Linked DNA regions of Mus musculus: region 1 is linked to region 2. A link is a contact called in public HiCAR-type data. All regions are on one chromosome and are shown on one strand. Each heading gives the region's core, a stretch centred on a gene start, on an enhancer-like site or on the middle of the called end of the contact. The rest is flanking DNA. Distances are from core to core; before and after follow the strand shown.

What was found. HiCAR-type assays count read pairs that join an accessible place to other places.
Region 1: a HiCAR-type map of astrocytes shows a contact between it and region 2, with 4 times the contacts expected there. The contact joins the promoter of B230323A14Rik here to the promoter of Tpm1 in region 2. A contact is called at or near these places in 1 of 484 Hi-C or Micro-C datasets (embryonic stem cells) and 1 of 115 datasets of contacts at active chromatin or transcription factors (astrocytes).

What each region holds. Positions count from the first base shown.
Region 1 is chr9:69,757,454-69,763,344 of GRCm38.p6, forward strand. B230323A14Rik (RIKEN cDNA B230323A14 gene) reads left to right here and starts at 3,693. Exons shown (of 5, transcript NR_040765.1): 1 at 3,693-3,759. It overlaps Foxb1 (forkhead box B1), which reads right to left and starts at 3,487. Exons shown (of 2, transcript NM_022378.3): 1 at 3,095-3,487; 2 at 257-2,847. The coding sequence starts at 2,793. The coding sequence ends at 1,816.
Region 2 is chr9:67,046,890-67,052,964 of GRCm38.p6, forward strand. It overlaps Tpm1 (tropomyosin 1, alpha), which reads right to left and starts at 2,324. Exons shown (of 10, transcript NM_001164248.1): 1 at 2,130-2,324; 2 at 897-1,022. The coding sequence starts at 2,243.

The DNA.
Region 1 (5,891 bases), core at 2,443-4,942, 2.7 Mb after region 2:
TCCTTCAGCGCTGCACCTGTGCCTGGGGTTTGCATCTGAAATACTTGGCCTCAAGTCTCCCCCCTGTGCACAAATGTCTTTCATGCTCCCCTGAGAACAATCCCTCCCACACCTGCAAGTGCATAGGAAGTTTCCCTGCTTTCACAACAGGATTTGAAAAAGGCAAAATACCCAAACCATGTGTTTGCAGAGACTGTTGCTACCACCTTTTGTCCCTTGTAGCAACTCTTCAAAAACACACAAAAACTTAACGAAATTCGAATTTACATATTTTAATGAGAAAATATTATTTAGACTAGGTCATAATTTAATGTAGACACCTTTTAAAACTCTGTCTTAAAATGGGCATGCTGAGAACAAGGACATCAATATTTAAAATGCCATGCGAATTCTGTGCAGAGAGGAAGAAAAATAAAAGGGATTTTTTTTTCACAGCTTGAACAACACTACAATTTCTTTTTTAAATTAAGCAGGTCACAATGGAACAACTATTGGGTTGTTCTTTGTTTGTTTGTTTGTTTGTTTGTTTTCTGTCAATTACCTAGAATGCTAAAAGGAACATACCAAACCAAAGTGCATTTTACACAGTGTAAATCATTCCTATTTACAACTCTTTGCAGCCCTTTAGCTTCACGGAAAAGTTCTTTTAACAGAAAGATCTGTCCAGAGGACATCTCTGCTGACACCCCCTTCCCCTTCCCAGTCGGCTCATCTACACACTTCCCCACTCGCCCTAGGATTTCTCCCTCGGGCTTAGTTTACGTTCCTTTCTTTCTTTTTTCTTTTCTTTTTCCTTTTCCTTTCTTTTCTCTTTCATCAAAATAAATAGCTAAAAAGGTCTCTAAATAGTAAGAAAGTTAACATCCCAATTAACTTCCCCCATTCTCCCCCTACCTCCTTCCCACCCCCAAAGCTGGCCAGAAGAGCAAACATTCACATGACAACAGGTAATTGTAAAGAGGACTCTACCCCCTCGCCCCTAGCCTGGCAGATTTTCAAGTTCACTGTTTACATTTTTTTTTAAACCGCGCGCTTTGTAAACAATAACGGTGACTTTTAGCTGTGTTTTGCTTGTGTGTAGGACAAGCATCCTCCGGAGTTTTAGCAGCCTCCCTCCTCACTCCCAGCTAAGGGAGCTTCTGGCCGGAAACAAAACCCAGAAGGGGAAAAAAATCTTTAGAAGCCCGGGAGGCAGAGCCGCAGCCGGGGAAAGTAGCGGTCCGCCCATCCCGGCCTGATGGGCGGAGGCGATCCCTTTGGAGGATCAGTGAGTTGGTCTTGTGGCCACAGATTTTCAGGACCTAAGAAGATCCGGCCCTCTTAGTGCGGCTGCAGCCTCGGCGGGCTTCTGCTCCCGGGCAGTGTCTCTGGTCTTGAAATTGCGCAGAGTCCAGAGCTATGCCTCTCCAAGCTCAGAAGACGAGTAGTTTTGTTGTTTTGTTTTGTTTTGTTTTGTTTTGTTTTGTTTTGTTTTGTTTTGTTTTGTTTCTGTTTTCTCCGAGCAGGAGGGAGTCAGGGTGTTCTGCCTGTTGGATGGGAGTGCATTTCAGGGTCCCAGGAGGGACCGCTTGGCTTGGATTAGCCCCTGTTTTCTCTGGTGCCCTAGAGGGACCGAAGACAACTTTCACACGCCTTCCGGCAAGTTTGTGGTTTGTCTTCTGGTTCCAAAACCAAAAGTTCTTCTAAGAGCGAGGACTGAAGAAGGTAGAATGGGCAAGTCGGGGTGGCGGTTTTAGGTCGCGGAGGGCTGGACCCGGAGCAGGGAAGTGTTGAGAGGGGTGGTGTGGACCAAGACGGAGCCCCAGCTTCCTTGGGTCAGTGCACGGCCACCGAGTGCAAGGCGGAGGCCGGGCTGGTGAGTGTCTCGCTAGGGGTGGCGGGGCTGCTTTGGCTGGTGGCTGTCTGCGAGGAGGTGGGGCTGAGCGAAGGCGGCGAGTTCGAGAGCAGGGTGGGGATGGGTGCGGGCAGAGCTGGCAGCGCGGGCACTGCGGCCGGCGTGGGCTTGATGGGCACTGGGATGGCGGGCAACGTCTGGCCCGCGGCGTGGCACAGCGGCTTCAGCGGCACTCCATAGGCGCTGTAGTCGCCACTAGTCATGGAGATGGGGGTGGCTGAGTCGATCATACCCGCGGAACCGTACACATGTGGCCATCCAGTGCCCAGAGAGCTGCCCATGGTAGTTAACTGGTTAGGGAGAGGATAGGCAGCCGGAACCGGCTGCATGGCAGAGAAGGCCAGCCCCCCAGGCATCTTGTACTCCCTAGCGATGATGTTCTCGATAGCAAAGGGATGCTTGAAGCCGGAAGGCTGCGCCACACCGCCCAGGTTGTACGCAGCGGCCGGCATCTGCGGCAGATGCGTGCCCGAGGCGGCCAGCGCGCTGAGCCGCAGCTTAGCCTGCTGCTGGAGGTACTGCGCGGCGTCCGCCGGCTTGCTGGGCGCCAGGTGGTCTGACTTGAGCACCTTGAAGCGCTTGCGACGCCGCAGGAAGCTCCCGTTCTCGAACATGTCCCCGCAGCTGGGATGCAGCGCCCAGAAGCTGCCCTTGCCCGGCTGGTCTGGCCGCCTCGGGATCTTGATGAAGCAATCGTTGAAGGAGAGATTGTGGCGCAGGCTGTTCTGCCAGCGCTGCGTGTTCTCCCGGTAGTAGGGGAAGCGGTCCATGATGAACTTGTAGATCTCGCTGAGCGGCAGCATCTTCTCCGGAGAGCTCTGGATGGCCATGGCGGTCAGCGAGATGTATGAGTAGGGCGGCTTCTGGTCGCTGTACGTGTTGCGGCCCGGCCGAGGCATCTTCTTGCTTGGCCACTTGCTCAGGGTCCGCGCGGCCCGGAGGACTGGTCGAATCTGAGAAGGGGGGAGGTGATGGAGAAGGGCAGCATAGGTGCAGAGACACTGGCGAGGTCACTCAGGCCGAGTCACAGATATAGGGGGTGGGGAAGAGGGGATTCGGGTGCCAGCAACTTTGCGCACCAAACTGGGTAAGACTCAGCTAGGGGAAGTGGAGAGGGGAAGACCGAGAGCAGCAGAGAGGTTTGCAGGAAAGTAGGTAGGACCTGGATTCAGGGGAGGGGACAGAGAGATAGATGCTCACCTTAAAGTTGTTCCAAGTTGCCGGTCCGCATCCGGGATGGCGTGGCTGGTGGCCGAGTCCCTCCCTGCGCGCGACCGGAGCGCAGCGTCGGGGAGCAGTGAGACTCGCTGCCAGCTAGGCTTGGACTCAGCCCGGTAGAGCTCCTCTCCGCGGGCTGCGCAGCGCGCTCGTGGGTCGTGCGCCCTGCTGGGAGACCGAACTCGGCTGCGGAGTGCCCGTGAGGACAGTGGCAGACGCCGCCTCAGGGATCCAGAGGACGCTGCTGTGGTGTTCGTGGTTCCGCTGAGCTAGGTGGCTGCCTCCATGTCCACCCTCGAACCATCTGATAGTTTTAAGCGGTGACAGGAGCAGAAAAGACCCCTGTAGCGGCGCTTCATTAATGTGCCACTTCTTAGCTATCGTATGACAATCGCCTTGGGAGGAGGAGGAAAAGGAGGGGGAGCGGGGGCTGCAGAGGGAGGGGACTGAGGGAGAGGAGAGAGAGCCTGGCCAGCGCTGGTTTCTTTCACACCTATTTACATGGACACCTTGGCCAATAGGAATCACTTCCAGCCGAAGACTGGGAGACCGGGAAGAGCCTCTGCCGCCCGCGGGGAGCGGGCAGCGCCTACCGGTGTGCGCAATGGGAAGGTATGAGCGGAGCAGCGCGCGGAGCCGGCTGGCAGGTGACCACTCACTCTGAGCTATCTGCCGCGCCGGTGGTGTTTGACATGGAAATTGCTCGGCTGGGGTATTCTGTTTCCTTTGCTTTGTGTCGGGTTTGTATTGTTAGCTAACTTATAGCACAGGCTTTCTCCTGAAGGGCGACCTTTCTACTTTGGTTGCCACTGCGCGGGGTTGATTGGATGGGTTGTTCAAATGGAAACCTACCTCGCAATCCCACCCCCAGTCCTGCAAGAGGCAGGTAGAAATTTGTCTGTCGCTTTAAAAAGGTGGTAAAGTTAATAGACGCATATAGATAGATATATTTGGACAGCTGGGTGGATAAGTCCGTTTTGAATATATATATATTCAATATATATATATTGGTTGTGAGCCTAGCCTTTAACGGCTGAGCCATCTCTCCAGGCCAAGGTAAGTTTGGGGTTTTTGTTTTTTGTTTTTTGTTCTTTGAAAAGAATGGATGAATGTATTAGGTTCTGCTTTAATACGTTTTTCAGAGATTTAATGGGCACAAGGACGTTCAGGGTAAATTGAGGCAAGGCAGCGTGTGGGCCTGGGGAGGGCGGGAGTTTGTCCAATGTACGCTATGGCTTCCGGGTCTCCTTTTTCCAGGTGCTTGCGAAGTCTGAGGTTTCTTGGAAGTTAGCGGGTCAGCATTTTGCAGACCCCTCCCCCTTTTTACATGGGAATAGTTTCTTTAGAGTTTAGAACTCCATGAAAAGACAAACAGTGCCTGCTGAGACCAGCGAGGTTTTTTTTTTGGGGGGGGGGGGGGCACGTGGCACCAGGCCTGGAGAGAATAGCGGGCTCCTTCGAGTTCATATTTGCCTTGTGAGGATTAAATGAATCATTAGTATCATTATCATCATCATCTTCTTCTTCGTCGTCGCCGTCTTCATCAAACTGTTAGGGAATAAACCGCGACTCAACCCTTCGGCTTGCACGCAATGAGTACAAGCCAGGAGTTCCACGCTTTTCAGCGCTTTCCGGGGGCCTTTGTGGTTTTAAAAAGAACCCCATGCCACTAGGTTAAATACTTAATACCTACAGCCTAACAGAACTGTCTTTAAACTCCGAAAACCTCTTTTTCCTTTTTTCTTTCTTCCTCCCCCTCCCCCATAGGAGCAGACTGATAGTTGTAGTGTGACGTTTGTTACACTTTGAGTGACAGTAGAGCATTAGTCTGTGAATAGCAAGAAAACCTTTCAGCTTCCGAGCGCGCGCACACACACACATACACACACACACACACACACACACACACACACACACACACACACACACATCCCTACTCACATAACTTCATTAACCACAGTTTCGAAGCCGGTCAATAACTCACCAAAACGTAACTTAAACACGACGAATTTAGGAGATTAAACAATTTCATTAATATTGAAATGGCTCTGGCGCCTGGGCTGCTGCGCTTTAGATGCAAGCGCACGTTTTTCAATATTAACAGAGTGCTTGAAGGGAAGACTCAAGTCACCTTCTTAATTCGGGGGAAAAAATAACCAGGAGGAGGGAGGAGGTGCGAGCAGGGGGGTGGGGGTAGAAGCATTGACCCGTCTCTGGGGGCAAGGCTAGAACAGGGCAGATATGTGGATCTCCCTTCTCCAAAGATTAAATCAGTTGGACCCTAGGCCCAGTTTGGGCCAGAGGCAGCCCTACTGGACTGAGCTGCGCGCGCTACAACAACAAACTAAGGTTTGGTGGTGTTTCTGCGCGTGCCCGGGTTAGGCTCCAGGGCCTGCAGTGGGAGGAGCTGGGAGCGCAAAGGGGTGGGGAACCCGAGGGGTGTTTGAAGTGGGATGGAGTTCTGGTTCCTTGCCTTGCTTGCTCTAGATAGAGCTTCGGAGGCACTAAAGCAATCGCGGCTTTAAGCCAAGGTAGGATTGCTCCTGGGTGGAAAGGTGCCGGCTTGGAAGCCCTTGAGTATTTTACAGATTCCCTTTAGCAAACATGTGCAGGGGTTCATACCGAAATGCAAAGATGGATAAAATATTTATGGTGATTGCATCCCAGATGGTAAAAGACCATCGTCCCTACCTCCCCCCCCCCCAGCCCTACCCCCAATGGCAACCAGTAAGATACTTTTCTACCCGGTCTGGGTGAGGAATAGCGTAAGGTTTAACAA
Region 2 (6,075 bases), core at 1,074-3,573:
AGTTTCTCAAGGAATTCTTTTCTAATTGAGCCTCTAGGCTTAATTGGCTTCTCCAGTGGAATGTAGTGGTGCGAAAAGTCAGTGCATTGGGAAACTGACCGTCAGCTTGACTTTCTAGACAGAAGTGGCTAGCTCTAGGGTGGAGAGGGTGCTTAGCAGAACTGGAACTGTGTCTATCACCCCCCTGGAAGCACGTCTGTGGTGGTTGTCAGAGGGCTGACAGGTGGGGGCGGGGCGGGCAGGGGGCAGCCAGCTCGCTATGCCATATAAAGCACTGAGCTATATATAACTCCCTGCGTACTTTCTGGATCTAGTGCTTCAGACTGCAGACCCAAGCAAGTATCACCTTCCCTGGGCAGGTCTTAAGGCTTGTCTAGTGAGAAAAAGAGCCTCAAAGTGTCACAGTAGCCCTCAAATTTAGCGTCTGAAGTAAAAGGATGAGTCCATTTAAAGGCCAGGCTCTGTGGACTTACTCAGACTAGGTCCATCAGCGAAAACCACCGGGGGCTGGGGGCGCGGCAAACACTAGGTATTCTGTTTTGCACAGACCTTGGTGATGACATACACCTCAGAGGTTTTATACCAGCAGGAGGCGAAGTTCACCTCCAGCTTCACCCTTTTCAGCTCCCAGCTTCGTACCCACCCACCTCCAACCAAAGGGGAGGAGGTAAAGAAGAGGAAAAAGAGAAAAAGGGAAAGGACGGAATAAAAATGAAACGTGAGCAGCAGTAGAGGCGGCATCCAGTGCTCTGGGCCACGGCCAGGCTGTGTGCAGGTGTCCCTGCAGGAGGAGGTTCGCCCTCTTCCTTTGCTCTGCAGCCCCTGTGGTGGCCCCCCGCCCCCCAGAGTGGCCACACGGACAGGAGGTGAGGGAGGCAGTGTGAGCGTGCACTTACATCTGTGGCCTTTTTCTCCGCCAGCTCCAGTTTCTCCTGGGCATCTTTGAGAGCCTCGGAGTATTTGTCCAGTTCATCTTCAGTGCCCTTGAGTTTCTTTTGCAGTGACACCAGCTCATCTTCCAGCTGGGAGTTGGCAGTGGAGTACGGGGAGGGGGGAAGGGGGAGGGGGTGGGGTGCGGCAGGCAGCGTGATCCCGCAAGGTGCGGGTTGAGGGTGCATAGACCATAAAGGACAGGGACAGCGGGAGAGAGAGAGAGAGGGAAAGACAGGGAGGGAGAGAGAAAGAGAAAGAGTTAGCCATTCGTGTGCAGTGCCTCGCCGCGCGCCCGGGGTACCTTGGCGGCGGTCTCGTCGGCAGCCAGGAGGCTGTCCTCCGCCTTGTGCAGCTCCTCTAGCACCCGGTCCCGCTCGTCCTCCGACGCCCGCAGCAGCTTCTCTTTCGCTGCGATGTCCTCCTCGAGCTGGGGTAGCGGCGAGCGGGCGCGGGCGGCCGGCATGGACCGGGTGGGAGACACATAACAAATGGGTGCCAGGTTGGCTGGAGCCCTGGGGCTAAGGGATCGCTGCTTTGGGGCTCAAGGGACCCTAAGATATCTCTCCCAGAGATCTCACTCAGTGACTCATCTCGCACACCACCCCCCAACCCGGGACCACACGCTCCGGCCGGCCGAGGACAGCAAGCTCAGGTTCTCAATTTGAGGGACTGCCGAAACATGTCCTTGTTTGGCTAGCTTTCCGTGTGTCTCCCATTCTGTCCCATCTTTGTTCTTAGGAAATAATTCAGTGACTCCCTCCTCTTCCCTTCAAAGTCTTCATCCCGTGTTGAGGGATCTTTCTCCCCAACCAAAAAGTCCAAAGAACTTCGGACACCTTAGGACTTGAGCCTTGCTCCGCTCCCCCACCCTTCCCTCCAGGCAACCCGGGAACTTGTATCCTTTCTCTCTTCCTCTTTCAAAACTGATTCCCAACCCTAAGAGTCAAGAGCCTCTCTAGGGAAGAAGCTCAGTGGACCTCGCAGACCGTGGGAGTCAGAGAAGGGCCACGAGCGTCCTCGGACGAGACAGAAAAGTTAGAATCAGTCTAACTCTCGCGCTTCTCCTTTTCTTTTTTAAACGTGCGCCCCTGGACACCCTGGCTGGGGATGGGATGAGGAAAGGGAGCCAGTTCGGGTCCCGGGGCTGAGCGACCCACGCTAAGCTGGGGCATTGGAGGTTGGGGATAAATGCAGACCTGCTTGCTCCGGTCTTCCGCCGCCTTCTTATCAGCCTCCGCTTGCTCAGCTCGATCCAAGGCGTTCTCTTTGTCGAGCTTCAGCATCTGCATCTTCTTCTTGATGGCGTCCATGGTGGCGGTGGCGAGGGGCCCTTAGGCAGCGGAGCGAGAGGAGACGCGAGCGCGGTGGGGTAGCAGAGCCGGAGTGCGAGCGCGGAGCTGCCTGCTGCTCCCTGATATGTACTTTCCCAGGGGGGCGACCGCATTCCTTAGGACAGCCAATACTTTTTTGGAAAAGCTTGTTCCTCCTTCCCCCTTTCCCAGTCTCCTGCCTCCGCCCCGTGCCCCCTCCTCGCTCCTCCCGCGGGGGCCCGCACGCCCATTCGCTGCCGCCTGCCGGCCTCCCAGTTGACGGTGGATATGACTATATATGGGGACCCGAGCCTCCGAGGCCGCGGCCGGGCGAGGCCGTCCTATTTCTAAACCTGCACGCCTGGGAAAGAGCGCCGGGACCTCGCTGGAGAGGAGCCCGGCACTGGGCGAGAGTCTCTAGCCACCTCTCAGAGCCATCGTCTGGCGGTCAAGGTCCCCAGAAGAGCCTGCCCGGAACCACCCGGAATAGGGCAGGTGGTGTGTGCGCACCGGCTCACTCTGCCTCCAGGTCCTGGGGTGCTGCTCATTGTAAGGTCCGGGGGCTGCCAGTCACGGCCACTGCCCCTCCCCTCTGGGCCTGGGAGCTCTCGGTACCCAGCTGGGTCCTTGTGGCAGCACTCAGCCCACTCACCAGTTGTCGTCCTGGGCTCTCACGGTCTGGACATTTCAACCAGAGCAGAGAAATAGAGGTGGAGGAAGGTTTGAGGGCCATTCCTGAGACCCTGTCTCTCTGCCCCTGATAGTGGACATAGTGACACACAGGCAGTCTCGAGTCTTTTCACCAAACTGGGGGTGGGTAGTAAAATACTTTAGGGACTTAAGGCCCAAAAGTGCCTGCGCTGTGCTTTGGAAAGGGCAGAGGGAGTGTGTCAGTGTGTAGCGGTCTAGGCGTTTTTCTTCCCTGTGGGAGTCAGTGGTGTGAGTGTGAGTGTGTGTGTGTGTGTGTGTGTGTGTCTGGTCTTTAGTCATCGGCAGCTGTGATTTGTAACAGCTTCAATGCTGTAGCTTCCCTCCATTTATTCATTTGCATGTTTTACTAGAGTCGGTTACTTATTTGGGGGGCGGGGTCATGGAGGTGCATTCGTGCTTTGGTGGACTGTAGAGGTCAGAGAGCAACTCTTTAAGAATCCAACACAGGGGGCTGGTGAGATGGCTCAGTGGGTAAGAGCACCCGACTGCTCTTCCAAAGGTCCGAAGTTCAAATCCCAGCAACCACATGGTGGCTCACAACCACCCGTAATGAGATCTGATGCCCTCTTCTGGAGTGTCTGAAGACAGCTACAGTGTACTTGCATATAATAAATAAATAAATCTAAAAAAAAAAAAAAAAAAAAAAAAAAAAAAAAAAAAAAAAAAAAAAAAAAGAATCCAACACAGGTCTTTGTGCTTGATAGCAAGCTCCTTTACCTGCTGAGCCATCTTGTTAGTCCAGTTTCCTTGCTTGGATCCTTACAGGGAGTTGTCTCTCTCTGTAAGGCATTTGGATGCTGGTGCTGAAAACATGGTACAAATTAGCTAAGGAAATGGTTCTATCTGTAGCCTGATCTCTGCAGAGGGAAAGGGGCCAGCCAGCTCAGCACTGAAGACAAGAGGATTGTCCCTCCGTATCGCTTTAAGTTTACCTCAAGCCAGTCCCCAAGGAGGAGAGATGCCTGATCTTTTCCAGTTCAGTGAGGCTTCAGGAGGGGAGAACCTTCCTGATGGCCAGCTGAGACAGGGTTGTGAGGGTCTTGTGACCAGTCCCTACAGAATAATTTACAGCCTGTACTACATGGATATCAAATATTCCCCAGACAGTGTCTGAGTAGATTAGGCAGGCCAAATGACTTGCTAAGCCCTTCAAGAAGAGAATGATCATATTCCTCTTTAGGATTTTATCAGGTTTCTGGCTGCCCAGGAGGGAAAACGCACCCTCTGGTAGTGACCAGAACATTGGAACAGATGAACAGGGACTCTGTGGCACAGAACATTCACCAGAGCCCTTCCTTGCCACGTGCCAAGTGGCTCAGGGCGCTGACACCCTTCCAGGCCATGGGCAGTATTCAGATATGTGGGCTATAGGAAGCTGACACTCCAGCTTGGAGTTTAACAGAGGAGAAGAATAGGGAATCTGGAATTTAGAAGCTGAGATCCAAAATGGACTTGGATACTTCTTTTTAATATAGCCGTAGCCATGGTGCAACCTCTTAAAGCCTCCGTTCTCTTCTATTAATGAAGTAGATACTGGAGTAAATACTGACTTTCTCCATGTGCTGGGCATAGTTGAAAAACTCACTCACTAAATCCATTTTAAATAAGCTAATGGTACAGTCCATTAAATATCCCACAACTGGATACCTGTTACATGCATGACAGGCAGCACTGGACTCTGAACTCAAAATTGGGTGACGTACAAATTTCTCAACCAGATGCTGAGGAAGAACAGCAGTGTAAGACCTCAGAAAGGAAGACACGGAAAGAGCCAGGGTAGAGCAAACAGACAAGGCTTCTTCGGGAAGCTTTACAACAGATTTTAGAGAAGGGTTGCAACAGGGACTGAGAAGCCCTTAACACTGGTTGGACAGTAGGCTTTCCTGAACAACAGATTGGAAAGGCAAGTTGAGGCCAGATGGCAAAGAACTTGGAATTCTAGGTTGTCCTTGAACTCCTGTCCTCCTTCCTCTGCTTCCTGAGTCCTGGGGTTACACAATACACAGCTCTTGTGTGGGTGGAAACGATAGATTTCTTTCTATCTCTCCTTACCCTTGGGCCTCTCACATACACCTGTACTCAAAGGCTGAGTCTACGGAGCTCAAGTGTTACACTGAGTTACACTGAGCTAACTTTGTGGGAGTGGAGTGCATATGCTAGAGGTCAACCTTGGGTGTTACTCCTCAGGATGGCATCTACATTGGTTTTGAGACAAGGTCTCTCATTGGCCTGGAACTTGCCATGTAGACTAGGCTTGCTAGGTGGAGATCCCCAGGGATCTGATTCTCCAGGGCTGCGATGGCAGGTGTGCATATATTCTGAGGAGTAAAATCAGGTGTTCACTGAGCCAGCTCCCTAGCCTCAGAACTACCATATCATCCACACGGATGGGTTGACATAATGTGTCCCTGAGTTTAGTCATTACCATTTCACCCCTCTGTATAGTCTGACAGCTGGCCAGGTCCCACCCAGCTTCACAGAGGAAGTATCATGACCTGCCCTCCATCAAGGAATATGACAAATCAAATACCATAATTTCTATAACAAATTCTATACCGAACACATCTTCTGGGTCTCAAATAGGATCTTGAAGAGAGGGCTGAATAGCCACTTGCTATATGGTTTTATATTCGCTCCCCAGCAATTGACCATGAATGAAGATGAACCAACAAGCTACTCTTTTGGTCTGTCGGGCAAAGGCAAGCTGGGATAGCTGGGATAGCCAGCTTTTCTCTCACTGTAGCTCATACCAAGGGACACAGAAAATATGAATTATTAACGGCTGAGATGAAAAGGATGTAGTGTTTGGGCTGAAGAGGCCACATGCAAAAGTGACTGTGGTTATTGACAGATGTTTGGGCTCTCTGTCCAGCCAGTGTCTTGGCAGGATTGTTTATCTTCACCAGAGTAAGTTAGGTGCTTGCTTTGGTCAAGAAAATAGAAGCACAAACAGCTTGTAATGGGTACTTTAAGAGCTAGCCTGTGCCTCACAGTATTTATTTTTTAAGATTGTCATTTCTCTGTCTTTCTGGGTTCCCAAGTGACACCTCACACACTCACACATCTTGACTAAGTCTTGGCAGACGTGTAACAAAACCAAGGTACAGACCTTTGTGATTTT